Regions from separate parts of the Mus musculus genome. Here regions 2, 3 and 4 are each linked to region 1. A link is a contact called in public Hi-C and HiChIP or PLAC-seq data. All regions are on one chromosome and are shown on one strand. The core of a region is the stretch at or near the end of the contact, and the rest is flanking DNA. Distances in the headings are between cores, read along the strand shown. Region 1 holds the start of Trmt12 (tRNA methyltranferase 12). Region 2 overlaps Fam91a1 (family with sequence similarity 91, member A1). Region 3 overlaps Gm36617 (a long non-coding RNA gene). Region 4 overlaps Fer1l6 (fer-1-like 6 (C. elegans)).

The links. Hi-C and Micro-C count contacts between places; a contact is called where the count stands out from the background. HiChIP or PLAC-seq counts read pairs in DNA pulled down with a chosen protein or histone mark.
Region 2: an H3K27ac HiChIP or PLAC-seq map of extraembryonic endoderm stem cells shows a contact between it and region 1. The contact joins the enhancer-like site here to the promoter of Trmt12 in region 1. A contact is called at or near these places in 11 of 39 promoter capture datasets (the HPC-7 cell line, the SN4741 cell line, Sertoli cells and 7 more), 4 of 15 datasets of contacts at CTCF or cohesin (the NIH/3T3 cell line, embryonic stem cells, large pre-B cells and 1 more), 4 of 484 Hi-C or Micro-C datasets (bone marrow-derived macrophages, embryonic fibroblasts, embryonic stem cells and 1 more), 37 of 115 datasets of contacts at active chromatin or transcription factors (the 230-238 cell line, the NIH/3T3 cell line, the SCID.adh cell line and 26 more) and 5 of 9 other capture datasets (adipose tissue, embryonic stem cells, liver and 2 more).
Region 3: a Hi-C map of liver shows a contact between it and region 1, with 1.7 times the contacts expected there. The contact joins the enhancer-like site here to the promoter of Trmt12 in region 1. A contact is called at or near these places in 9 of 39 promoter capture datasets (the C10 cell line, the HPC-7 cell line, cranial neural crest and 4 more), 6 of 484 Hi-C or Micro-C datasets (the G1E-ER4 cell line, the N1E-115 cell line, embryonic stem cells and 2 more), 13 of 115 datasets of contacts at active chromatin or transcription factors (the 230-238 cell line, the SCID.adh cell line, acute myeloid leukemia and 8 more) and 2 of 9 other capture datasets (adipose tissue and pancreatic islet).
Region 4: a contact with region 1 is called in an H3K4me3 HiChIP or PLAC-seq map of the SCID.adh cell line, with 20 read pairs. The contact joins the enhancer-like site here to the promoter of Trmt12 in region 1. A contact is called at or near these places in 2 of 39 promoter capture datasets (cranial neural crest and embryonic stem cells), 2 of 15 datasets of contacts at CTCF or cohesin (the NIH/3T3 cell line and pro-B cells), 1 of 484 Hi-C or Micro-C datasets (bone marrow-derived macrophages), 17 of 115 datasets of contacts at active chromatin or transcription factors (the SCID.adh cell line, acute myeloid leukemia, bone marrow-derived macrophages and 8 more) and 4 of 9 other capture datasets (adipose tissue, embryonic stem cells, liver and 1 more).

The regions. Positions count from the first base shown.
Region 1 is chr15:58,870,096-58,877,030 of GRCm38.p6, forward strand. Trmt12 (tRNA methyltranferase 12) reads left to right here and starts at 2,554. Exons shown (of 1, transcript NM_026642.2): 1 at 2,554-6,686. The coding sequence starts at 2,660. The coding sequence ends at 4,000.
Region 2 is chr15:58,429,950-58,436,884 of GRCm38.p6, forward strand. Fam91a1 (family with sequence similarity 91, member A1) reads left to right here. Exons shown (of 24, transcript NM_145959.3): 9 at 43-149; 10 at 230-268; 11 at 713-825; 12 at 1,257-1,372; 13 at 2,566-2,678; 14 at 2,945-3,031; 15 at 4,715-4,847. Among named protein-coding and RNA genes, the nearest start is that of Fam91a1, 18 kb to the left of the region's middle. Within about 2 kb of position 2,757, at least 18 of the 459 cell types and tissues checked have an H3K27ac peak or open chromatin away from gene starts, as enhancers often do. A contact at or near this core is called in extraembryonic endoderm stem cells and intestinal villus epithelium, where this site is marked.
Region 3 is chr15:59,287,955-59,294,889 of GRCm38.p6, forward strand. Gm36617 (a long non-coding RNA gene) reads left to right here. Exons shown (of 4, transcript XR_875370.3): 4 at 3,627-3,997. Among named protein-coding and RNA genes, the nearest start is that of Sqle, 24 kb to the right of the region's middle. Within about 2 kb of position 3,712, at least 16 of the 459 cell types and tissues checked have an H3K27ac peak or open chromatin away from gene starts, as enhancers often do. A contact at or near this core is called in bone marrow-derived macrophages and liver, where this site is marked.
Region 4 is chr15:58,612,249-58,619,183 of GRCm38.p6, forward strand. It overlaps Fer1l6 (fer-1-like 6 (C. elegans)), which reads left to right. Exons shown (of 41, transcript NM_001370912.1): 23 at 6,227-6,337; 24 at 6,579-6,740. Among named protein-coding and RNA genes, the nearest start is that of Gm36451, 19 kb to the left of the region's middle. Within about 2 kb of position 4,028, at least 13 of the 459 cell types and tissues checked have an H3K27ac peak or open chromatin away from gene starts, as enhancers often do. A contact at or near this core is called in the SCID.adh cell line and bone marrow-derived macrophages, where this site is marked.

The sequences.
Region 1 (6,935 bases), core at 1,304-3,803:
ACAGTAAAGGGCATCTAAGGGTGTCGAGTAAGGCCTGTGGAAAAGGTGCGATCCTTGAAGAGCTTTAGACTTGCAAACCCTCCAGGACTTTTGTCAGTTTTGACTGCTCTGTGCTGGCTATTGCTGCCCTCTAGCGACAATATTTTGAAACAAAAACACTCAAACTACGAAGTAATTTTCCTTCAGGTATTTCTTCAGCCTTTCATTTAACAGTTCACTTACACGTTCTTTATGTAAATACATTATGTCCAACTCTGTGTGGCAGTACTCATGAAAATAATAATGAAATACAGTAAGGGAGAAAGTCCAGCTCCATCCCCTAGCTCTTGGAAACAAACCAACTCCCTCTGGGGAAAGATAGCCAGCATGAGATGAAAAGATTTCGACTGTAAAATTCTGCATGGTGATATGGAATCAGGCTTGTCTTACTGAAGAAGGACAGGATGGGACAAAGAAGTCCTGTGAAGGCACTTGTTGTCTCAGGTCTGACAAGTATGGTGGAATAACAGGGCAGAAGTACAGTTTTCTGGGCACAGAAGAGGGGTAGAAGTGTGTGTGTGTGTGTGTGTGTGTGTGAGAGAGAGAGAGAGAGAGAGAGAGAGAGAGAGAGAGAGAGAGAGAGAGAGAGAAGATCTTATCTAATGCTTAGATCTGTATGAGGTACCTAAGCAGCTCTGGAGAGAGACTGTGTGGTCTCAGTAAGAAAGACTATAGACAATTGTGTTTGGAGGTTTATAGGAATATGTATGACCAGGGATTGACCCCAGACTCTGGAGCATACTAGACAAGCACTCTACCACCCCAGAATTGTTTTACTTGCATGAGCTGAAAAGATGCCTGCTACCAGACAGAACATTCCACACGTCAAGAGCAGAGTGGACACTCCTGTCAAATGCACATAGAACGTTCCCCAGAACAGACCATATTCTAAACTATGAGAAAGGCTCCAGTAAGTCTACAGGAGCCCAAGTCATACAAAATATGTTCTCTGACAATGGTAGAGTACATTTTTTAAATAAACTGAAATAAATAAAAACAATAATTTGGAAAACTTTTTTGAGTATATGGAAATAAAGCAATGCAGCCTTAAATAACCAGTGAGCCACGGAAGAAAAAGGTATAGATAACCCGAGTCCTCAAGCCTGGTGGGAAAAGGATGCTCTCAATGGGAAAGTGCTAGAAATAAGTCCCAGGTTGAAAAGGAAGAGACTACTATTCCAACCTAATTGTCTGGGCAAGGCAAACTTCACCTCTTGATCAAGAGGGTGTGCTTAGAAGAGAGAACACACAAACACAGGAAGTGCATTTGGCTTGTATTCTAACTCAGGTGGTAACTGGGTCTGTTCCCCAGTCTGGAGTCCAGCCTCACAGCCTTAATTAAGGGAACTGGCACACAGGAAATATTGAAAGCTGAAAGGGGTCAGGGTTAGAAGAAGAAAGAAGTCACTGCTACAGGATATCAAATTCCTGGAATACAGCAATGGACCTTTGTGTAAACAAAGGGATTACTGGGTAGGTGGAAAATTAAAACATTTGCATAAAAGTCTGACAATTGGGGAGAGATAAAAAAGATTTCAACTTCTGTCCTAAACAGAAGTTTTCCAGCATTTGATAGAAAAGTCTCACATTTGATTTTTCTTATAGGGCCCACGTAAATGTACTACGGCTATAGCTCATGAATATTCATTTCACTGTTTACATTTACAGACCTATAAGTCAATACGCTAAAGGATGAGAATGGCCTGGCAAGACGGCTGCACAAGTAAAGGAGCTTGCAACCAAGTCAGACAACCTGAGTTTCGTTTCTTCCTCAGAGCTCACATGGTGGAAAAAGAGGAGAGACACTGCAAGTTGTCTTCTGACCTTGACACCTGCACTATGGCGTGAGTACGCTGCCCCCTAAAAGATAAATGTGTTTTACAAAAGACAAGAGATTCAGCAATTATGAGATTTTGATGATTTTGCAAAAGACCTGGGTTTCGTTCTCTCTTTCTACCATGTGGGGTCTGGGAATCCTGGTTGTCAGGCTTGGTGGCAAATAACTCCCTTACCCTCTGGGCCATCTCTCATTAGAATAGCAATTCTCTCAAGGTGGTTCGGGTAATCAACATTTTCTAGACAAAGATTCCCATTTTTGAGAGTTGACATGTTTCCCTCCTTGGATAACAAGGCAGCCGTGATGAAAATCTTTGCAAGAAAAGGGAATAAGGAAGCTTTATAACATTTCATTTCCAACAATAAGGTGGCTGGTGCTAATTTATAAGCAACACTAGAGTTTTGGAATCCTTTCTGTAAATTCAATCCACTGCAAATTCACTTTTTAAAAAAATTACGAGCATCGCTAAAGAGAGTGTATAACGTTTCCGGAGGATATCGACTCATTTCATGAGTTTTAGTTCATAGAATTACTAAGTTTCCTAAGTACAGACTAACCATAACAAAAATGGCTGCCGCGGTTCCAGAAAGCAACCCACTGCACCCGAAATTCCATTCCCTGATCGCAGTAATACTTCGAGATCTGGCTTTGTTTATTGACGTCACTTCCGATGCGCCGTAGCGGAGCGAGTTTAGCTCTTCCGGTTGTAGTGGAAGATTTGCAGGGAGAGAGCAGCCGGAGAATCTCGCTGATGGACGGCGACGGGGTACAAACACTAGCGACATGGAGAGAGAGTGTGAGGAGTCTGTAGTTGTCGCAGTTGTGACTGAGCCCCGGTTCACGCAGAGATACCGAGACTACCTGGAGGAGCAGAAACTCTTGGACAGGCTGCACCGGGTGGCGAAGCTGCGGGATGGCGCGGTGGCTCTGCCGGTGCTGGCGGAAAGCCTTTCTGAGCAGCATCTGCAGGAGCTGAGGGATCGCGTGGCCCCAGGCAGCACTTGTGTGCTGACGCGGCTCCCGGATCCTCTTCCTTCCAAAAAGGCCCGGGTTCGTTCACCTGCTCAGATACTGTGTCTGGAGGTGAGGCGTTGGGTGGAGGACCGCGGAGTGACGTGGTCCGCTGAGTTGGAGGCAGATTTGCCCCGGTCTTGGCAACGGCATGGTGACCTAATGCTGCTTAGTGAAGACTGCTTCCAAGCCACGCTGTGGAAAGGTCTGGAGCCAGAACTCTGGGAGACTGTTGCCTCGGCCCTGGGAGTTCAACGTTTGGCAAAACGAGGGCGGGTGCTACCTGATGGGACTCGAACTCCGTCAGTGACTCTGCTGCTGGGTGACCATGGCTGGGTAGAGCATATGGATAATGGCATCCGGTATAAGTTTGATGTGACACAGTGCATGTTCTCCTTTGGAAACATCACCGAGAAACTTCGAGTGGCGTCTCTGTCCTGTGCTGGAGAGGTGCTGGTGGATCTCTACGCAGGGATTGGTTATTTTACATTGCCCTTCCTAGTTCATGCTGGCGCTGCCTTCGTACATGCCTGTGAATGGAATCCTCATGCTGTAGTTGCTTTAAGAAACAACTTGGAGATCAATGGAGTGGCAGACCGGTGCCAAATACATTTTGGGGACAACAGGAAACTGAAGCTCTCAGACATTGCAGATAGGGTGAACCTCGGGCTCATTCCCAGTTCTAAAGAAGGCTGGCCCGTTGCCTGCCAAGTGCTTCGGAAGGACGTTGGGGGTATTCTGCATATCCACCAAAATGTGGAGTCTTTCTCAGGAAAGACTCCACAGCCACCTGGAAGCAATAACGTGGAAAAAGAGCACTGGCCTCGTCCCCAGAAAATCACCACTGATACACAGGGAAATGGAACTACTGAGAATTTCAGGGGGGAAATATCATCGGCCAACAAACCAGAGTGGTGGAGATGGGCAGAATCTGCAGAAACTCAGATCGCCTCTCTTCTTCATCAAGTGCATGGGAAACCATGGAGGACACGAATCTTGCATGTCCACCCAGTGAAATCTTACGCCCCTCACGTGGATCACATAGTCCTAGATCTAGAATGCCGGCCCCTGACCTCTAGTTGGCCAGAAGGAGTAGATTTACTGACACAGTAATTGCCAGATGAGTGCCTCATCGAGGGCTGTGTTCTCACCCTTCTGTTTTCTGGTGACCTTTTAAAGTGATCTGTGGTCTGAAAATGAACTCTAGATCGATCCAAAGTTGTCTTCTGTTGATCACATTGAGAATGTATTAAAGTATCAGAGGAAACCAATGTGACTCATTAAAATAGGTTTCACCTGTGCAGACATGAATTCTGCATTTTTTACCTTAGCTTTCAGTGATATGGCCTTAATATTCATTTGGTCTTGGATTTATTTGCATATAGAGCCTCCTTGAATTGGATCGTGTGGCTTTTTTTTCTAGTAAGTCATACAGACATTATTACATGAAATACAGTATTGGTCCCACAGAGTACTAGCTACATTATGTGAAATCAACTGGTAAGCCAAGATCAAAATAGGGAAACCAGTGTCCATTTCTACAGATGTTTTGTAGTTTGCAGGTACAAAGTGACAGTGGTTTGCACTAAAGTGGTAGCCATGGGGTCTTGGAAAATAATAGGTTGGAGAAAAATCAGTGTGACCAAGTTATGAACTCCAGACTGAAGCATTAATGTGATGCTGCTTTGATACCGAGACTAAATTACATAGGAAGGGGCAGTAAGTAGAGGTAACTCAAATTCTATAGCATTTCTCAGTGGAGTGTCTGTGTGTGGGTGTGGTATTAAAGTATTAAATATTAGATCTTTTTTATTTTATGTTAAAAAGAGTTAAGGCATAACTCATGCCTGTAATCTCAGTACTTGGAAGGCTGAAGACAAGATGATTGCTATAAGTTCAAGGGCAACCTTGGTCAAGGTATAGAGTAAGACCTTGTCTTAAAACCAAGGATCACTTCTCTGAACTGTAATCTAAAGTTCTAGCCTTGGGCAGTATAATAGCTGTACAAAAATCCTAAGATTTTTATAGACTTCTTTTCCTGGTCAAGAAACTATAGGAAGCGCTTGCCTTTTGTCAGATGCTGTGAACAGGCAGTTGGTGTCAGGTGTAGCTGGTGGAATTCATTTCACTAAGAGTTGTTCGATCCTGAGTCCCACGTAGCCCAGTTACATAACAAGACAGGAAGGGAAATAAAGACAGCTGGGAAGGCAAAGCTCTGGTTTCCCACAGTATGACTTGTACCTATAGTGGTCAGGTAAGCTAGTGTTGGCACAGAGATGTAGCAGGCATTCTAAGGATGCTGTTGAGTTTTCACCCTGGAGATGTAGCATCCAGGTATGCTAAAACAGGATTACAGGACTTCCTTTATTGAGGAAATCCTTGAACAGTGTTACTAGCCCTGAAAAGTATTTCTTTTTCATTAAAAAAATAAAACACACACACATATACATACAAGATGAAATGTCTAGAAGCAACAGTAGCAGCTGTTGCTACTGTGGGTAGGAAACACAGTTTTCCAACCATCTGATTATAGAGTCACAAGGCTTTCTACTTTCCACTGCTTTTGCCACTAGGATAGCTAATCGCTGAGGATCACATAGAGCTCTGTTTTGACGAACTTTGAAGCCCAGTGAGCTGGTTTGCTTGATGAAGGAGACAGACAACAGGATGTCTTCTTCCTTGTCTTGCTATAAAACCCCGCCTTACATGCGTTGTGCATGCCTGCTGCTCTCTTTCTTGCAACAGTAGCTATAAGGGCTGTGCCGGTGCCTTTCTCATTAAGCACAAATATTCAGTGCCTGCTACATGTGATAGGTACAGAAAATAAAGGTCCATTAGGTTAAAAAGTCCTCTCCCCAGGGAGCTCACAGCTTAGCAGCAGAGAGTACAGAGGTCCTCAATGCTGGAGCAGAGTAGCTGCCACACAATAACTTGCTGGACAGATGCAAAAAGGGGAAGAAAGTTCTGACAAATAAATAGGAAGTCTATGAGGAACTAGAACTGGTACTTGAATTGGTTGAGTGAGATTTTGCTAGGTGGGGAGGAAGCAGAACTAGGCCCCAAAGTTTCAGTGCTCTGGAAGTGAGCCATTGTGATTTGCTTGTAACAGGACATGATGATATGTGTGTTGGCAATGAGACTGTTGTGAGCAGGGTCTTCTACACAGTAAACTCCCAAGGAAATGCTATCCTATGGCCCCACTGCAGAGCCCTGCTTGTAACACTCCTTTCTCAGAGAGTCTTTCCTGTGTTTGCCTAAATTGTCATACTTCCTCTTCACTGACTAGGTTTCTTTGCACTCGTGCGCCAACAGCTTGCCATATCAGAACTAAAATGCTAAAGGTGCCAACTTAGGGCTTGAGTCCAAGGGAGATGAGTCAGAGCACCACTTGGGGACTGAGGAATTGCCTTTTGTCATATGCTGTGACCAGGCAGTTGGTGTCAGGCGGAGCTGGTGGGATTCATTTCACTAAACATTGTTTAATCCTTGAGTCCCAGGTGGCCTGGGTTATATAACAAGACAGGAAGGGAAATAAAGACAGCTGGGAAGGCAAAACACTGGTTTCTCATTACCCGAGGACTAAATGATCAAAGGTGAGCTAGAAACCCCTGATTGGGATTAAAGTTTTCTACAACAGTCAGGTAAGCTAGTGTTGGCACGGAGCAGACATTCCAAGGAGGCTGTTGAGTTCTTACCCTGGAGATGTAGCATCCAGGTATGCTAAGATGGGATACAGGACTTGTATTAAGGAAATCCTTGATCAGCAACATGAACCCTGAAAAGTCTAATCTTTGCCATTAAAAAAAAAAAAATCTGCAACTCCCCAACCCCTGGCCCCGGCTACCCAACTTGTTTATGCCACAGTTGGAATTTTTTTCTTATAGGCAGAAAATGTTTCTTGTATTCTAAATAGTGAACTAAGTATCCGTATGATATATTTGACAGACAGTAGCATACAATATAGGAAACAATAAATAAGCAACCACACAGCAGTGTGGCAAGTACTAAGGACAGATAATAAATCAATAACAGCAGCAGGGCAATGCTC
Region 2 (6,935 bases), core at 1,507-4,006, 440 kb before region 1:
ATGAAACCCAGTGCTGAGAAAAGTCCGTTTTGTTTATTTCAGTCCCCCCTCTGGAAGGCTTTGTAATGAATCGGGTACAAGGTGATTATTTTGAAACCCTACTCTATAAGATATTTGTGTCTATAGATGAACACACTAATGTTGCAGAGGTAAGTGTGGCAAAAACATTCTTGAGAGGACTTACTGATAATTCTGAGATGGAACGGTAATTTTCACTTTTGTTTTCTAGCTTGCAAATGTCCTTGAGATAGACTTATCGCTGGTGAAGGTATGTTTTTGTTTTTGTTTTTTTTTTTTTTAACCCGTTGTAATGTGAGTACTGGGTGGATTTTGCTAGTTGATTTTCATCTTGATACATTACTTACTGATTCTTATTGGCTGCTTGAGGGAGTCTGCATGGTAGAGGGATGGTTGCAGAGCGAGAAAGGGCAAGGTGGAAGCCCTTAGTCTGTTTTCCACCAGGTGGGATGAAATAGAGCACTCACATGAATGTGGGCACCGAGAAGCAGCCTGGTCAGTATCTTGTTAAAGCTGTAACTCCAGCCTCCTTAGTAGAGGATCTAGGGACCGCAGTCCTGGCTCAGACTGTTCTGTGGGCACGGTACAGGAGGAACTCTGGCACATCACCAGAGGCTTAGTTTTGGAAGGTAATTTTTTCCTTCAAATAATCTGATGTCTGTTTTAATGCTAATTTTCCTTCTGTTCCTTTCAGAATGCTGTTTCAATGTATTGCCGATTGGGCTTTGCCCATAAGAAGGGACAAGTGATAAATTTGGATCAACTTCATTCGTCATGGAAGAATGTTCCATCTGTGAATAGACTAAAGTAATTCATTTGTCCTTTATGACAGTTTCCTTTTGAAAAGAATTTTTACATGCAGAAAGGTTTTTTTGTTTTTGTTTTTATTTTTATTAATTTACTCTGCCAATTGAGGTGAATCCTGTATACTAGTGCCTCAGTCATCTGGGTATGATGGATCTTCTGTATAATCTGATGGAGAGCAAGAACTCGTTGTTTAGGAAAAAAGCGCATACACTATTTTATAAACTTAAGAAATGAGAAGAACGTGTGCCTGGGTTTTAGTCACAGTGCTCTTTATGGCCAGAGCAGATTGAGAACTCGTCTCAGTCTCAGATGTGTGCATTGGCTTATGTTCGGGTGGATTGTTCACAGTTGCAAGTACCAACTTCAGTAGCTGTGTTCACGTGAGATCATTTATGTGCTTTTAAAAACATGAATGTATTTTTCATTAATAGGAGCACATTAGACCCACAAAAGATGCTCTTATCGTGGGATGGCGGGGAGAGTAGGAGTCCCGTGCAAGAAGCCTCTTCTGCTACTGACACAGACACAAATAGTCAAGAGGATCCAGGTCAGCAGCCGCTCACCTCAGTGTGCTTTACAGTCTGTCTGTCGGTGCGCCCTATGTCCAGACACAGCCCTGCATCTCCTTTATAGCTCTGCTTTTGGCTTCCTATGTGGTGTGCAGTCTGAGTCCTTACCAGTGTTGTGAACACCGAAGGTATAGGACAAATAAGAACGTGGCATTTACTGTCAGGAAGTTAAGTTGAGGGAGGAAGGGATGGAGTATAGCCCCCCAACATAAATAGTCGTAGTGTCTGGGGCTGCAAAAATAAACAAAGTCCCAACCTTTGCCTTCAGGAATAGGATGTGGTTAGAGCGGCTGTGAATTCACTGGTCACACAGGAAAGGCCATGTTAGCCAGAGAGAGAGTGCCAGCTAAGGCCAAAGGGAGACGCTGAGGGTACTCGGAGCCTGGGCTGGCCTTTCTCCTGTTCTGCCTGTCACCTGGGCCACACACTCAGGAACATAAGCCTGTTGGTAGTGCTTATTGAGCTGATGATTACCAAGGATGTTTGTTTATGGTTTTCAAGGAAATTAACTGTGCTTGTAGGCTTTTCTCTTGCTCTGATAAAACACCAAGACCAAAAGCAACTTGAGGAGGAAAAGGGTTTATTTGAGCTTCCAGCTCACAGCCCGTTGTGAAGGGAAGCCAAGACAGAAACAAGCAGGAGTTCAGGCAAAGGCCCCTGAGGAGTGCTGCTCACTGGTTTGCTCCCCAGGCTCCAGCTCTTTCTCATACTTCCCAGGACCATCTGCACAGAGCTGGGCCCTCCCACATCAATCAGTAGTCAAGAAAATGCCCCACTTATGTGCCTTCAGGCTAGTGTCTCAGAGATATTTTCTCAATTGAGATTCTCCCTTCTTCAGTGATCCTGGCTTGTATCAGTTTGATTTGACAAACTAGCGCAAGAACACAAATCTAAATGTCTTAAAAAAAAAAAAAAGAAAGAAAGAAATGGTACATATCTGTAATCTTTGTACCAGGGAGCTAGATGCAGGAGGATTGGAATTCAAGGCCAGTCCTTGCTACATAGTGAGACCCTGATGCAAAATACTTGAATATCTTAAGACTATGGTATTGGTTATATTTAATTAAGTTTGTTTGGCTGTTCAGATAAAGCTGAAGCAAAAACTTAGTTCAGAAGATAAGCAAAGAAGGCTTTCATTGACTTGATTCCATATTTCATTTTTTTCTTTCAGCTGACACGGCCAGTGTGAGCAGTTTGAGTCTGTCCACTGGGTACACAAAGCGAATTGCATTCCTGTTTGACTCCACTCTGACTGCATTCTTAATGATGGGAAACCTTTCACCGGTGAGTGGTATGCTGTGGGTGTAACGAGGTTTCAGTAAAGATAAGATATAAAGTCATTTGCTGCTGTGCAAATGTCTTTAAGATTAGAACAGGTCCTGAAAGCAGCCAGCTGTGTTACATTCCTGTGAGCAGTGTGAGTGTCCAATGAGGAGTGAAGCACACGCTCACGTTGCCTGTCCTTCAGTTTTAATGTAGTAGAAGCATAGTAAATGTTGTTAGCATAAAAAAAGGAAAAGCAGAGTTTAATAATGTGCTTCTTTTTGCAGAACTTGAAAAGCCACGCAGTCACCATGTTTGAAGTAGGCAAACTCTCAGATGAGTCTCTGGACAGCTTCCTTATAGAATTAGAGAAGGTGAGTGCCCTGGGCTGCCCGTCTGGGACCTTTCCTACTGCACACCAGGGCGGCTCTCCAGTGTACATGCTCCTTGTCCTGGAGCTTGGGATATTCCTGCTGCTTCCTGTCTCTGCTCTACCCCATCTTCTCCTGTGGAGCTCTTTAGACGTCAGCACAGTGAAGGAGTGAATGAGTTCTGTGATTTGTAAGGTGACATGACTAACTTCTAATATGATTTGATATGCTGAGAAACAGGGTAGAGATATTTTAGCCCGTGTACTGTCTATAATCTTTTCTATCTAGCCTTTTATTATTTTTAATTTGATAGGACTGAGGTAAGGTCTGAGGCTGTTGTTATTTAAGTTTTTGTTCCTGTTGTTTTTAATGTGGAGCGGTGTTCCTGAGTGTTATAGTTATGCCTGCTGTATTGTCTCTCCCTGTGAGTGAGTGAGCCCAGTCCCTCACGCTGCTGCTGCTTCTCACTGCTTTCATCCTGGCCCCTGGTCTTTGTGTTCTCTTTGTCAGACCTGCAACCTGGCTAATAGTTTAAGTAGATTTTTGTGGTTTAGTTATGAATTTTATATGTTAAATGTTCAATTTAGAGAATTTGTAGTGGTTTTGTAATTCCTTTAGTCATAAATAAATAGGTTTTTACTATTCCATAGGAATTTTATATTCATTAGTGCAAAAAATATATGAAATAATACTGTTGTAATAAATGTTTAATGTCAGTTGGGGGTTTCTATCCATCCTTTGATCATTCAGTTCCCAGATAAAAGACATACAACTTTTATATTTATAATAAGCCTTTAACGCATTAGAGCTAGGCATATATCTATCCTCTAAGCTACTAAAACCCCCTTCCTCACTAATAATGCTGAGTTATAACTTGCCTTGTTCCATGTGGGCAGCTCTTAACCCCCATTGGCCAGTGCTCATGGCGGTGTGTTCATGACTCACATGTCCCATGGCATCTTCTCTCCCCACCTTCTCTCTCCCCTGCACCCCCTCCCCTCATGGTTCTCTTCAGACCCCAAGCCTGGGAACCCAAACTCGGCCTCCCTCTCTTCTTCCCAGCAATAGGCTGTGGGCATCTTTATTCAGTCAGTAGTTCTCAATTAAGAAGCAAGGTCACATAGCACCACTTGGTGTACACGTGGATTCTCTTGTCCCTGGGCAGCCCTTGGGCCAGTATTTAGTGGTACAATAAAGAGCAACAGACCAAACCTCAACATAATACCTACCAATTGGTTTTGTGTTTGTAATCTCCATTCCTTATTCTTCCAGATGTTTTGTTAGTTATGGTTTTTATCTCTTACTGTACACTTCATGTTCTGATCTGATTATTCTTGTATGCTTTTTTTGAATGAAGCAGAACTGGCTTTGGAACTTTTCCCTCTTTGAATCATACAGAGGACACAAAGCTTATAAACTGTGCTACTCTGGTTTATTCCGTTGTTAAAATTGTTGTACTTGGAGGCCTCCCAGTCATCCTTTAGATGATGGGACTTACTCACAGTTGGGTGAGGTGATTGGCTTCAGTATTTCCTGGGCAAGTTTTTGAATTACAGTTTTAGTTTTGGTGTTGTTGTTATTGTTTTTTAATATCTAATAATTTAATAACCTGTGTTAGTTACATGATTATTAGTGTGAATAGCATGAGAGTGGTGTTTAAAGAAAATCTGTTTTCTCTTGGTTTAGGTTCAGAGCACTGGTGAAGGAGAAGCACAGAGATACTTTGACCACGCACTTACTCTGAGGAACACTATCCTCTTCCTGCGTCATAATAAGGATCTGGTGGCTCAGACCTCTCAGCCAGACCAGCCCAACTATGGTACGGAAGGAGACACAGCAGTGATCATCTTCCCCATCTCCTTATTTGTCAGACACTGTTTCAGACATGCTGTCGCTGGCACACAGGACCTGTAGCTGGAAGCCTGCTCTCTGAGTACCTTATCAGCTGTTTCTCTCCTTTCACTCTCCTCTTCTCTTCTCCTGTATTACTGACATTTGTTAAATCTGCTTAGGACTTACAGAAAGGCTATAGAAGTAGTTATTCCTGAAGCTGTTAGACTTCACAGCTCAGTAGATGGTCAACACAAAATCAACTCAGTGGACACTTCATAGTCCTTTGTCTGGACATCCTTTGTATGAACATGATTTTTATTTATTTATTTTTTTCCCCCTTGCATGTCGCTTGCATATGTATTATGGTGTCTGGTATTGCATTTTTATGGGTTTCCTGAATGTGTGAACGTGTGTTTTTCCATGTCTGTATATGTTTTTTATACTTTTCCTTCTTTTGTTTGTTTCATCCTATTCCAGTTTGATTGTATTTTATTTTGTCATTATTTTAAGATGCCTGTTTGCATACTAATAAGATAGAGAAAGAAAGAAAAGATGTAGGCTTGGGTGGGTAGAGAGTTGGGGAGGCAAACTAATCAGAACATATTGTATGAAAACAATCTACTTTCAATAATAAAAAAGGACGTCTTTCCATTATGATCAGTGTAAGCCTGAAATTTGGTAGCTTAGACTTTGGTAAGAGTCAGAAGCTAATCTACATTTATAGATGAGTAATCACAGTTGTAAAAGTCTTAGAAAGTGCTCCAGTCACTGTGAACTTTAGATTTCATAGTTCCCTGCCCTAATATACATTAAGTGTATTTTATAGTTAACATTGATAGCCCTGACTTTTGCCTGAAGGTTAGGGAGCCCTTCATTCTTTTGTGTTTTAGAAAATGGCTTACTTTAAGGACAATTCTTTTTCCACACAGTTTTTCTCATGGCATTTCTGTGTTCCCTCCCTGTTCATAACTGACAAGGCTGAAAAGATCCTCCGAGTTCTCTTTCTTTGCCTCATAAATGATTGGTTAAATTTGCCTCTCATCTGATCAGTCCGAATAAGGTGCTTGTTAGTCAGGCTGGAGGAAGGAGTCTCTGATGACTCCAGGCTCCCAGAGTTCCCACAGAGTGACACCTTACAGTCGAATGGTCTCCAGTCTGTTCTGTACCCTGTGTCATCATGCCACTTCTCACCTGGCTTGTTTCTGCCCATGTGTCCTCTTCTCCATTGGAACTGTGTGCCCTGCCTCCCAGTCCTTTTCAGCAAAATCTCTCCTAAACGAAGTTTTTATTAGGTTCTCTCCTAAGTGTCTTTTGTACAGTTTCTCACTGGGCAGCGTGAGTCTCTTTGGTCTTTATCATATAAGGAAGTCTGCTCCCTTCTCTCCTCTCCTACCTGTGGATCAGGTACTGTTCCTCCTATCAGTATCCTGTGTCCTTCCACTAGATCACAGGCCATAGGCTCTAGAATGGGATTATAAAGTTTCAGAATAAAAATAGTCTCTCAGCCCAGGATTTGGGAATCAGTTGTTTATCATGGCCTTATCAGGCTCATCAGAAATGCAGCTGCTCTGTCAGAGCAGCTTCTGTCATGTCTGCCCGGCCTGTTGCTGGTCAGTAATGTTAATATCCTTCCCTTACATGGCACCCGTTACTCTTCCAAGTGTGGGCTCCAGACTAGGAAAAGTATTCTGTTTAATCTTGTTCCTCTTATCCACTTTTTTCTGTAGCACATTTATGTTTGTTGCTTGTTTGTTTTTTGTTTTGTTTTTCTGTTTGTTTGTGTTTTGTTTTTTTTGTTTTTTTTTTGTTTTTTTTTTTTTTTTGTTGTTGTTTTTTGTTTTTTGAGACAGGGTTTCTCTGTGTAGTCCTGGCTGTCCTAGAACTCACTCTGTAGACCAGGCTGGCCTTGAATTCAGAAATCCGCCTGCCTCTGCCTCCCGAGTGCTGGGATTAAAGGCGTGAGATACCACACCTGGCTCTGCTTGTTTGTTTTTAGTGCCATTACATTTAAAAAACACTATATCCCACTTTTGTTGGTTTGCATGGAATATTTCTCATCTTAGGGCTGCATGCT
Region 3 (6,935 bases), core at 2,462-4,961, 420 kb after region 1:
CATCATGAGGTTGGAGTTATTGTTTTCAGCAGAAACCAGTAAAATCTGACCTGGGGTCATGATGCTGAAGAAGACTGACCAATTATGGCAAATAAAATTTTCTGTGTGGCCACGCTTGTTTGAGCAAACTACTTCTGTAGTGTGTGTGTTTGAAAAAGCCTAAGGGGAACAGGCGAGCTCACTGTGTTTCACCTGAGCATTTCCTGAGCACTAAGGGGCCGATGCCACAGCGGTTATTATTTGTCACACTGTAAGACTTACAAAGGAGCTCACTGGGAGTGCATATGACATGCAGAACAATGACTACTAAGTCACAAACTGCTCCTAGAACCTTCATGATGCCGCTTTTCAAAGCCAGACCTGGGATTTCTGTCACAAGGAGAGGACATCCAGTGAATGGCTTCAAACAGCTTTGATGTCCTCTCAGATGAAACTGATTTCTTCTTTCTCCATGAAGAGAGAAGAAACTGCATACATGCACTCAGCACAGAGCCTCCGGAGAGGCAGTTTTGGATTCCGTGAATACAGTAATACCTAGGAAGCAAAGACCCAGGCAGGGAATAGGGTGCTTGCCTGGCATATGTGATGTTCTGAGTTCAGTCTTCCACATCTAAAGGTGAGGAGGGGCAGAACACTCCTTCATGGAGCTGACATTCTAGGGAAAATGGAACAACGGGCTAGGGAGGTGGGTCAGTGAGTCAGGTGCTGGCCATGCGATCATGAGGCCTGAGTTCAGATCCATAGAGACAGTGGGAAAACAGGGCATGGCCTTGTGTTTTTAGGCCTGTGACCCTGACACGGGTGAGTGTCTTAGTCAGGGTTTGTATTCCTGCACAAAACATCATGACCAAGAAGCACTTGGGGAGGAAAGGGTTTATTCAGCTTACACTTCCACATTGCTGTTCATCACCAAAGGAAGTCAGGACTGGAACTCAAGCAGGAGCTGATGGAGAGGCCATGGAGGGATGTTCCTTACTGGTTTGTTTCCCCTGGCTTGCTCAGCCTGCTCTTATAGAACCAAGACTACCAGCCCAGAGATGCCACCACCCACAATGGGCCCTCCCACCCTTGATCGCTAATTGAGAAAATGCCTTACAGCTGGGTCTCATAGAGGCCTTTCCTCAAGTGCTGGGCTGTGGGTGTAGGGGAAAGGGGGGAAGGGAGAGAGCCCGAGTCCGGCCTGAGTTCCTGTGTTCTGGACAGGCAGACACGGGAGGACTGCTGGACGCTTTCCACTTGGCCCTGGGTGGGCATCTGACTGTGTGAAGCCACTGACCCCACATGGCAGGGGGTGGACAAGGGGCAGCCCCCGTACCAGGTTCTCAGTCTCTGGCATCCCATCCTGGATATGGCAGAGGAGCTAAGAACAGAATAGGGGTCCTGGGGATACAGAAAGAGAGCAGAGGGAGAGAGGTTTCCACGCAGGTTAGAGTCCTTAGTCTGGTCCATGGCTGGAGCACAGGAAGGCCTTCTGACAGGAGATTAGGCACGACTCGTTAGGAGAAAGCCTATCCCATCGTCCAAGCACAGCGGGCCTTGATGAGCAGAGACAGTCTATGGTTTTAGAGCTTTATTGTAGAAAGGCAGGGGGAAAGAGAGAAGGTAGAAAGAGGGAGAGACCGGCCATGGCCAAGAGGAGAGAAGGGGGAAAAGGAGAGAGAGAGAAGAAAGGCTAGAGAGTACAAAAGAGAGAGGAAGAGAGTGAGGAGGGGCTAAATAGCCCCTCTTATAGTGGGCTGTTATCTTGCTGTTGCTAGGTAACTGGGAGGAGTCTAGACTGAAGGTCAGAAGCTTGGGACGTTGTGTACATGACTGAAAGCCATGAGCCTCTCCTGTGGGGGCTGTGGGGACAGTAACTTTGACAGGAGCCAGGGTCCAGGAGACATGAGGGAACACCTACTGTCCCATGTAGGTGGGAATTACCATCCATCATGTTCTACCGGGGTTCCACCTCCCAACTCGACTGGAGACCAAGCTGTCTGTGCATAGCCCATTGCCCCACACACTCAAGGGAGGCTCCTTTCTCTGTGATAATTCCAACTTGTGTCAAGTTGGTATTACAAGACCAGCCAGTAAAGTGATTGGAGGCAAACAGCCAGCTCATCTTGCCAATCCAACAGAGAGAATGAGTGACCCAGGAAAACACGCTGGGCTCTAGATACTGACTTGTGATCTTCACACAGGTTCATATTCACAGCAAGTATATCCTCACACATATGCATAGCACACATGTACTCAGACAGACAGACAGACACACACACACAACTAATCTAAGATGCAATGTCAGATAGTAGGTGGCTGGAGTGTAATTTTTAGGCAAGATAGTAATGAAAGGAAAATGGAGCCAACGGTTCCTCCCTCTCAGAGTTATGTTTAAAAATGTAAAGTTCTTCACCTTCAGCCAAAGCCTTGTCCACCCCAGACCCACTTCCTGCACTATCTCCCCTAGGAAGAACCCTTTGACTGAGCTCCAAGCCCTCAACATGCCGGAGGACTTCAGGCAATATGTTTTCCAAGGATGCCATTAGTATCTTGTAGCCAAATCTGACTTTTGAACAGCAGAAACTAAATATCACCCAAATCTGTCCCTTTGTGGTCACCTCTCTGTGATAAGTTAGGCATGGTATATCTCAGGTGAAGTGAGGCCAAATGCGAACTTTATAAACACATGGAAACTTGAATGGGCCTCAGAGCCTTGCTGTTGATAAGCCTGGACTATGTCTCATAAAGACTGTTGGAATAGGGTGGGTATCCTTTTCTTAAGACTCGTCCAGATTGCACAGTGAGGAACCCTGGCCAGACTCTAGGCACCATTGGTGCTGGTCATTTCTGAAACATGCAAAAGCAACTATATTGCACTTCTGAGGGGTATTCCTATTTCTGTTCCTTTCTTAGTTTTCTAGTGCTACTGTGACAAAACGCCACAGGAGGGGGCCAGGTTAGTGGTGCATGCCTTTATTTTTTTTTCTTTCCAATTTTTTTATTAGGTATTTACTTCATTTATGTTTCAAATGCTATCCCGAAAAAATAGTCTTGCTCCTCCCACATCCTCCACCATAACCTGGGTGTGAAGTGAGGTTAACCTGGGTGTGACATGAGGTTGGGGCTGACCAAGGCAAATGGACTCCTAGGAGGTGAGGTCAATTTTGTGAGTGGTTGATTATAAGGGGAAAGGACACTCTCAGTGCCCACCTCTCCCAGGTCTGTGTATAAAGACCTGACTTTGTGTAGAGACCTGTATGGTACCAAGAGTTAGAATTTTCCTGCACATCATCAGGACTGTCCAGTCTTGGTCTTTTGACATCTGGCAGGAGATTGGCATGTAGTGGATGGGTGCTAGGTTGAGAACATTTGAGACTAATAAATTTATTAGAAAATTTAACCTTCTCCTCTGCCCTCTAAACCTCTCTCTCCCCTCCCTCCCTCCTTCTCTCCTTTCGCCCCTCTCATTCTTGCACACGTTTTTTCTCTCCCAATACATATAATACACACTTCACATAATTACATAATTGTAGTTATATAATGTGACTCACATTAGAGAGTATCTGTGGCCATAATCCTCTATTACTTCCAGGTTTGTCTGAGTTACATAGCATTTACACAATATTGCTTTTGTTTTTTTCTAGTGTTTGTAGACCATGAGATTAAGCAGTCAGCTTGCTCTGCAACACTGCTTTCATTTTGTTGCCATCTTACAAACAGCTGCCTCTGGAGCCACCTGCTGACACAGTGTAGAATCCTTTGCAGCTAAGATCACTAAGCAAAGCGGCTCTCCAAGCAAACAGGAGAGAAGCTCAAGATTAGACTCTGCTCCATGGACTTCCCACAGCCAAGCAGTTAAATCATCCTGAAAATCTCACTGGTCATGTGAATACTCGGATCCAGTAAATGGGGTAGCCATGTGAGGTCCTCTAAAACTCAGGGACCTTTGATTGAAACTACTGTTGACGTGGTTTTGAGCAAGGAATAAATACTGATCATGGCTTGCCACCATCTATATCTGCCATATCTTATACCCAACATGTAAATGCTGGTATTTATTCCACATGCAACAAATAAGGAATATAGATTCGGAATCTGTCTCAATTCTCCCATAACAGAATACTAGCAATACATCAAATTTGCCATAGTCCACTTTGCCCACTTAGTGATTTGTTTCAAGAACTTTCCACCTGGGGACAGAACTTTTTCACATGAATGTCTGAAGAGTTTTCTGTAGAAGCTGAATTGCTATAGCAAAGGGGGAAAAAAGTTGGGATTTTGGTAAGAAAATGTGTTTTGTTCCTTCCCGCACTGTGGGCCCCCCCCCCCCGCCCCGCCCAAGGTCTGGCCAAAACTGCATGTGGTTGTGCTTTTCAAATCTCTGTTTATCTGAGGATAGAAATTGTCCCAGAGTTTCAGCATTATTTGCAGAACAATAGAGAATAGAGAATAATTCTCTGTTCGTGCTTTTTTATTAAATTGTTCTCCTAGTTGTATTCCAGACACTAGTTTAAACCCCTTGTCTGTGTTTTGTTTCTAAGCCAGCTAGTGGTTTGCTCTTTAACCTTATTCATACTCTGGCTATTTTTCCTATGCTAGAAAACAATTTTTTTATTTGTAGTGCTTTAGTCCCTTTAGAAAGCTCTGACTCAATATATATTTCCTTCCTTCCTTCCTTCCTCTTTCTTTCTTTCTTTCTTTCTTTCTTTCTTTCTTTCTTTCTTTCTTCCTTTCTTCCTCTCTAAGACAGTATCTTGGTGACCTTGATGACTTCAAACTCATAATCCTCCTGCCTCTACCTCCTGAATATTTGGATGGCAGACCTGCCTTATCTGGCATCAATGGGAGAGGAGGCTCTTGGTCGTATGGAGGCTCGATGCCCCAGTGTAGGATTGAAGGTGTCATGCAAAGGATTTGAGGTTTGGCATTATGAAGCAAGCCTATGAGAGGCTATTGGTGAAGCCCAGTTGCAGCAGAAGACCCTAGCATAGTGGAGATGCCAGTATAATGGGATGATCACTAAGAACAGCAGCAGTAGTGGAGTGGATCAACCTGAGCTTAGAGTGCTACAGAGGGCAGAGCTGGAGAAGTGAAGCAAGCCCTTTGGAGGAGCTCAGAAGATCATGTGTGGATCCCAAACACTGAAACAAGAAGCTGTAACATTGAAGTTACATTGAAGATGCCAGAGTCGTGGGCTATCTGCTGAGGAAAGCTGCTAACGGAGTGGAACCAGCCTGGGAGAAAGAAGTTGGTTGCAGTCAACAAAAATGGAAAAAAAGAGTTGGAGATCTGAAGACCGCTTTGACATCAGACGTGGAGATGCAGAGTTTGGAGTTGCCCAGCTGGTTTCCTATCTTTTGCTTTGGGGATTAAGTGATTGGATGAATCTCAGACAGGACCTTGAACTTTGGGCTTTTAACAGTTGAGACTGCTATAGACTATAGGGGCTTTGTAAGTTAGAATCAATGTATTTTTATTATGCTATGTTTAGGTATGAGCCCCAAAGACTCATGTTTGAACAAGCCAGGGAGTGGAATGTGATGGTTTGTATATGCTCTGCCCAGGGACTTTCACCATTAGAAGGTGTGACCCTGTTGGAATAGGTGTGTCACTGTGGGCATGGGCTTTAAGACCCTCATCCTAGCTGCCTGGAAACCAGTATTCTGCTAGCAGCTGTCAGGTGAAGATGTAGAACTCTCAGCTCCTACTGCACCATGCCTGTCCGGATGCTGCCATGTTTCTGCCTTGATGATAGTGGACTGAACCTCTGAACCTGTAAGCCAGCCCCAATTAAATGTTATCCTTACAAGAGTTGCATTGGGGGCTAGTGAGATGGCTCAGTGGTTAAGAGCACCGACTGCTCTTCCAGAGCTCCTGAGTTCAAATCCCAGCAACCACATGGTGGCTCACAACCATCTGTAACGAGATCTGATTCCTTCTTCTGGGGTGTCTGAAGACAGCTTCAGTGTACTTACATATTATAAATAAATAAATCTTTAAAAAAAAAAAAGGAGTTGCATTGGTCATGGTGTTTGTTCTCAGCAGTAAAACCTTAACTAAGACACCTATGAACCACAACAACCAGTGTGGCAAGATTACCATAGGAGTACAGTAGTGGCCTACATGACCTTGGTATAATCTCAAAAAACTGTTTTAAAATGTACAAAGTAACAATGTAACAGCTCTCTAATTGGACTTTAGACTCACTCAGCAGAAGGGAAATCACACCAGGTACTGGAAACCTAGCCAACTACCCAAAGTAGTGACGTCATGGATCTTGGAGGAACACCTACAGTTGCTACTGTACTGACACATTCTGTGAATTAGGTTTGCTGCAGACCTTTTTTGGTCCCTGTCTGCAGAGGATGAGTCTCTGGTTGCAGGTAGACAAGGAGTTGGCAAATGAATGACAAACAGAAGCAACACAAGAGATTGTGTATAATATGAATGTAAAAGTCGAGCATCAAACTTTTTATACAGAAGAGTAACAAGAAACCAGGCAAACACATCCTCTCTAAGTTACAGTGACACAATACAAAAGAAATGTATATATCAAAAGATGGCAGGGACCAGGCCTTGTTTACCACTAAGAAGGGAGCCAGGTATAATGCTAGTCTATTGTTAAATCCACCACCAGGGGTTCTTAGTAAATGCCTGATTATGCTGTTTCTTTGGGCCTAGTGAAGAAACCTGTCTCTGGATTCCCTAACTCTTTCATGGTAAACTCACCTATTCACTAGGCCATTGCGAATTCCCTTGTCTGGGTAAGACTGGCTATTGTCCCAAGTAAACACTCTGCAAACCGGCCCTGATCTATTTTGGCTCTGTTCTTTGTAATGCCTAATTAGTTTCACTGTCTCTATTAGAAGTAAATTTGAATGTTACTGAATAGGTAACCTTCTTACTGAATTCCAAGTTTGTCGCTTCAAGGGTTTTCTGGAATGTTGGAACAC
Region 4 (6,935 bases), core at 2,778-5,277, 260 kb before region 1:
TTTATTTAGTGCATTTGATGTTCTGATTATTATGTGTCGGGAGGAATTTCTTTTCTGGTCCAGTCTATTTGGAGTTCTGTAGGCTTCTTGTATGTTCATATGCATCTCATTCTTTAGATTTGGGAAGTTTTCTTCAATAATTTTGTTGAAGATGTTTGCTGGACCTTTGAGTTGAAAATCTTCATTCTCATCCACTCCTATTATCCGTACGTTTGGTCTTCTTATTGTGTCCTGGATTTCCTGGATATTTTGAGTTAGGATCTTTTTGCATTTTCCATTTTCTTTGATTGTTGTGCCGATGTTCTCTATGGAATCTTCTGCACCTGAGATTCTCTCTTCCATCTCTTGTATTCTGTTGCTGATGCTCAAATCTATGGTTCCAGATTTCTTTCCTAGGGTTTCTATCTCTAGTGTTGCCTCGCTTTGAGTTTTCTTTATTGTGTCTACTTCCCTTTTTAGGTCTAGTATGGTTTTGTTCATTTCCATCACCTGTTTGTATGTTTTTTCCTCTTTTTCTGTAAGGACTTCTACCTGTTTGATTGTGTTTTCCTGTTTTTCTTTAAGGACTTGTAACTCTTTAGCAGTGTTCTCCTGTATTTCTTTAAGTGATTTATTAAAGTCCTTCTTGATGTCCTCTACCATCATCATGAGATATGCTTTTAAATCTAGGTCTAGGTTCTCAGGTGTGTTGGGGTTCCCTGGACTGGGCGAAGTGGGTGTGCTGGGTTCTGGTGATGGTGAGTGGTCTTGGTTCCTGTTAGTAAGATTCCTCCGTTTACCTTTCGCCATCTGGTAATCTCTGGAGTTAGTAGTTATAGTTGACTCTGTTTAGAGATTGTTCTTCTGGTGATTCTGTTACCGTCTATCAGCAGACCTGGGAGACAGATTCTCTCCTCTGAGTTTCAGTGCTCAGAGCACTCTCTGCTGGCAAGCTCTCTTACAGGGAAGGTGCGCAGATATCTTGTATTTGGACCTCCTCCTGGCCGAAGAAGAAGGCCCAAAACAGGACCTTTCTCAGACACTGTGTTGCTTTGGCAGTTCCCAGGTGGTACAGACTCTCACCTAAGCAGACTAAATTCCTAAGTTCCTTGGAGTCCCGGGACCAAGATGGCGACCGCTGCTGCTGTGGCTTAGGTCGCCTCCCCAGCCGGGCGGGCACCTGTCCTCTGGTCCGGAAGGTGGCCGGCTGTCCCCGGCCCACACAGGGTGCTGCCTCAGCCCCTCTGTGCTTCTGCCTGTTCCAGAGGCTGTCAGGTTCTCTGGCGCACCCTCTCACCTGTTCAGACTAATTTCCTAAGTTCGGCGGGTCCCGGACCAAGATGGCGACCGCTGCTGCTGTGGCTTAGGCCGCCTCCCCAGCCGGGTGGGCACCTGTCCTCTGGTCCGGAAGGTGGCCGGCTGTCCCCGGCCCACACAGGGTGCTGCCTCAGCGCCTCTGTGCTTCCGCCTGTTCCAGAAGCTGTCAGGTTCTCTGGCGCACCCTCTCACCTGTTCAGACTAATTTCCTAAGTTTGGCGGGTCCCGGACCAAGATGGCGACCGCTGCTGCTGTGGCTTAGGTCGCCTCCCCAGCCGGGCGGGCACCTGTCCTCCGGTCCGGAAGGTGGCCGGCTGTCCCCGGCCCACACAGGGTGCTGCCTCAGCCCCTCTGTGCTTCTGCCTGTTCCAGAGGCTGTCAGGTTCTCTGGCGCACCCTCTCACCTGTTCAGACTAATTTCCTAAGTTCGGCGGGTCCCGGACCAAGATGGCGACCGCTCTGCCCACTTTTTAAAATGTATTTTTAATCTTTGTCCCTTTGATACAGTTCAAGGGAAAGCTATCTTGTTCTTGCCTTTCACTGAAGCCCCCACCGGCTTGAGCAAAGTAAGATTTTCCTTCTTCAGGTTTGCTGCTCGTTAAACCATCTCATTGGTAGTCTAACTTAAGTGAATGGACTAGTTTTACACAGCATCTCTGTGTGGTCTCCCTGATTGAAAGCTATCAATTAATGATCTACTAAGCTGAATTGTGACATTCACCTGAAATGAGCTAGGGACAGATCAGCAAAACAAGAAGGAGGACTCTGGCATAATGTTAAGATCTTCCAGAAGACTCTGCTTGGGCCCAGGAGAGTCTTCTTGAGTCATCAGCTAATCATAGAGGTGGCACTTGCCTCCACTGCTGGCTAACATGCCAGTGCATGTACATGCTTGAACTCACATTTCTTTCCTGGGAAGCACTAAGGTCTCTGTCTAGCCAGGACATGCACACACACATACACTCACTCACATACACACACACACACACACACACACACACACACACACACACACACATGCGTGCGCGTACACACACACATGCAATACACAAACACCACACATACACACACACTCATGCACACATTTGCTGTTTGAACTAGGATATATTTCCTCTGAGGTTTTTTTTTTTTTTTTTTGCCAGTGTTGGTGACAGTGTCTTTCAGTGTTTTGAAACTACCACTCTGGCCTTGGGCTTCCCTTCTCTGGTGAGAAGCTGTGTGTTATCCTTATCATTGCTCCTTTGGAAAGTAAACTTTCACCAAGTTTTTTTTTCTCTGGTGGTTCTATGGATCGTGATAGAATTTCCATCTCTTCCTCTTTACTTTAGGTTCCAGTTCTTTTCTGAGTTCCTTTACTGTGTCTTTCATCGAGCAGATTAAGCATGGTTATTGTAGAGTTTATATCTGATGACGATTCTCCCCAAGTCCCTTGGGATCTATTTGCTTGGTGTTGTCTCTCTTGACATTTGACTGCATTGTCCCCTCCTTTCGTACCATGTGTTACTGCTCAATGGACATTGGATATAACAATCTGTAGAGAAATTGAAGCCCAAACATATAATTTCCCTCTAGAGAACTTAACTAATATGTTTTTTTTTACTTATGAATTATTTTTGAAGCCTCCAGGGCTTTGCTCTGCACTGCATTGGAACTAATCAGGTGGCCATGTGCTCTGATGGAGACACAACAGCATCCTGGAAAGCCAGTGTGTGTTAGATTCTACTGAATGAGAGTGTGGGTTAGCTAATCTCAGTAGGGTTCTCTGCAGGGGAGCAGTGTCAGGCCATAGATACCTGGGAAGAGGAAGCTATAGTTAATACTCTGTGTACACATTGTTAACGTCTGGACTGAGACATGGGGGAAGTCTTGCCATTCCCATGGTTCTGAGGCTTGGAGTCCTTAATATGGTGGTTGTCATGCCAACAGCATACATTCTCTCAGGACTTCATCCACCCTACACAGGAGCAATCCAGAGTCAACTCCATTCAACTAGAGACAAGTTAAAGTTGAGCCTTGAGGAAGCCAATGCAGCTTGCCTCCCCTCCTCAGAAATTCTCTGTGGCAGGAAGCATGTGAGTGCTGGACGTGCCTCTCAACTCTTTACAGCAGCTCTGTGACATGGACATCACTGTCTCCAATTTACCAGTGACAGGGCTGAGATGCAGAGATCCGGAGTAACTCTCCCAAGTTCATCCAGCTAGAAAGTGAGAGAGCCCAAGCATGGTCCTTCATCCCTGCGATGAGGAAGAGAAGGCTGTGCAATGAGAGCACAGACAGGAAGACAGAGAGAGGAGAAGGGCTACTGAACATCTGTAGCTATCCAGATGTGCAGGGCTCAGATTAAGGTCATACATGGCTCTGCGAGTAAACAGCTCTTTAATTTTTGCACTGGGTACACCAAGTACCCGTCTTTGCCCTGGTTGTGTAGCTAGACCTTAGTGAGTTCTTTATATTTCATCTTCCCTGAAATATTAGAGCAAATTGTTCGCAACAAATCACTCCACTTGTCCCATGTTGAATTACATCACCTTCATAATAGCCTCTTCCTCCCCAAGACCCCATGTACTGAGCTATGTATACAGGCCACACTGACCATTTCCTTGTGAAGACATGGGAATCGGGCAACCAAGTGCAGAAACCAGGCTTTTGTGAGTAATCCTGTACTCTCCTTCTCTGAGCCTCAGACACCGAGCTGGGTACCACGTGGGTCCTTCAGGATCTGCTGCTTTGGGGTCTATGACTCATCTCCGTGAAGCTTGGAGCTTGGACAAGAGGACATCTTTCCTTACTTCTTCTGACTCTCCAAGCCCTCAGGCAGTACTGCACATGCAGTGTTTTCTTGATAAATGTTTACTAGCTGACTGACACATTAGCTCCATATGTTAGAAGACTGCTCATCAAAACTGGCAAAGCTGAACACCCTCCATTTCATTATTACAGACGTATTTTGTTGGCCATGGCAGATGTTGTTAAGCCAACTACTTGAAAGCCCAGAAAGAGACATGCAGATGCTCAAATACCAAATAGGTCAGAGATAACGAAGCTACAGAATGAGCTGGAATGGGAAGCTGGTGCAGTGAGGATAGATCCCAGCTGCCTGGCACTGGCTGCTAAAGTCACTGCATCTGGGAGGCTAACTGCTCCTCCAACATCACTCATAAAGCCACAGAAGCGCTAAAAGGCACACAGACAGATACTGCAGATATTTTTCTCATTTGTATTTCTTAGAGCTTATATAGTTATGTCAAGTCTTGTGTGTGTAAGACAAGAAAGTAGAAATGAAACTCTCTGGGTGAACTAAGAGGACTAATGGGGGGGGGGTGAGAGAATCCTGTCCACTTGTATGAAAGTGTCCTTACATAACCCAGTACCATGTGTCATGAATAGGAAACAACCAGCTGAGACAGTGACCAGGAAAGAGCTGACTATGGACATTCTTTGTATTCTATTTCAATCTGTCATGTAACAACCATGCATATTTCTAATTCATGCTCACTCTATTATAAAGTGAAATGGGTTTTTAAACAATGTGGAATGGGCAGATCAGGGCACTTGGGGTCCCTAGTACTTCAGATATCTATCACGTCTTTGTGTGTGTAGAGGGGAAGTCAATATTCAGAACCCTCGATTTCTGCTAATCATGTTTGTCCTGCTGCTATAGGACATTAGAAATTATCCCTTGAGTACAACTAAAAGTGTTAGTCATCTTTTGTCCAGCTCCATCCTGACTCTCACCCTCCCCAGGTTCCAAGAATCATTATTAGACATGCTTTATAAAAGGCAACATGTATGGGGCTTCAGAGATGGCTCAACAGTTAAAAGCATTTGCCTCTCTTGGAGATGACCCAACTTTGGTTCCCAGCACCCACACGGTGACTTACAACTATGCATCACTCTAGGGGATCAAATGGCCTCTTCTGGGCTCTAAAGACACCAAGCAGGCCAGAGGTGCACACACATGGGTGCAGACAAATACTCATACACATAAACTAAACAACTAAAATGAAATAAAAGAAAATCTTCTAAAAAGGCATATTTTAAAAATTCTCAGAAAAAGGGAATTGTTTCCTTATCCTGAGAGAGCTCTGAGAAGTCACCCCAAAAGGCAAACATTTATGACCTTAAATATTTACCCCCAGCTCTTAAGTATGGTGGAGATGGAATGGCTGACAGAGTCGTTCACAAAAGCCTGGTTTCTGTACTTGGTCACTCAATTCCCATACTTGTGTCTATATAGAAGATACAGCACAAAGGGCAGAGAGCAGGAAATGGCCTCAATAATCCGGACCCAATCTAGAAAGGCTCTTGACAGATGGGGGCAGCAAGGTAGGTCTCAGATAGAGGGCAACATGGCCTACATGTGGGACTGCCTTTAGTAGACTTCTCTAGGTCCTTTGTTTGGCATTTATGCACAGCACACTGATTGTAAGGTGCCCAAGGGCACAAAAGCGACCCACTTTCCTCCTAAGTTCCACACTCAAAAGATTTTATTTTCTGCTTCTCTGATTTCATTAAATACGATCTTGTTCCAGAGCTGTACAGTATGGTCTTCCTGTAGCTCTTGACTCTCTGGAGGCAGTGGTTAGTAGAGCCATCAAAAGCTTAGGATGTGACCACAGCCCCTTTGCATCCACTGATACATACTTTGGTGTTATTTTTATCAAGCTGTGAACATCTATATACTTGTGGGAGGTTCACTCCCCATTATCTGCTGCTATCATCACTGAAAGCTGTGTCTCATGGCATACCCCAAGTGCTCACTACGTGCTTTTCAGTCAACAATGATTGACAGAAGGTGATAGGCTGCAAGGTCTTTGTTGCTCTTGAGGCTGATGAAATAAAGATATCTTGCTGAGGAAGTGCTGCAGAGCCTGGCTACTCTTCCTCACTTCTCTCAAGTCTGCTCACTGAGGGTTCTTTTGTGCCACAGGTCCCTCCTTCTGGGCTGCAGGGCCTCCCTCCCACTGGCCCACCGGACATCACACAGATCTATCCTGTTCCCTCCAACATCCGGCCAGTGCTGAGTAAATACCGTGTGGAGGTATGGTTCAGAAAGTGGCAGGGGGAGGGGTAGCCCCCTAGAACTCATGGGGAGGGAGTGGTCCCACCTGCATCATTAAAGGACAATGGCAGGATGGCCAGCTCGCCCAAGAAAGACCCTGCCAGCTGAACTGGAGACCTACCAGCAGCTGCACGGTCTGCAGTCGCTCCCAGGAGTCACATCGGCTTTTCCATTGGTCATACACCAGGCTCCTCTCTGACTCTGCCCACCCTCTCCTCAGGTCCTTTTCTGGGGTGTCCGAGAAATGAAGAAGGTACAGCTCCTCTCTGTGGACCGGCCACAAGTTCTCATTGAGTGTGGAGGAGGAGGCGTGAAGTCTTGCGTGATCCAGAGTTATAAGAACAACCCCAACTTCAGCGTGCAGGCAGAGGCCTTTGAAGTGGTATGGGTCTCTCCTCCCTCAGCTTCTCGTCTCCCTTTCCACAGCTGGGCTCCTTTCCTTCACCCACTTGGCCTGGACAGGAGATGCCTCAAGATTTCAAGTGTGTACTGTCTTCATGGGGAGCCTCACTATAGAAAGCCAGGATTTCGGAACGAGAAAAAGTAGATATCTGTTGTTCAAGTGTCCAGGTCTAGA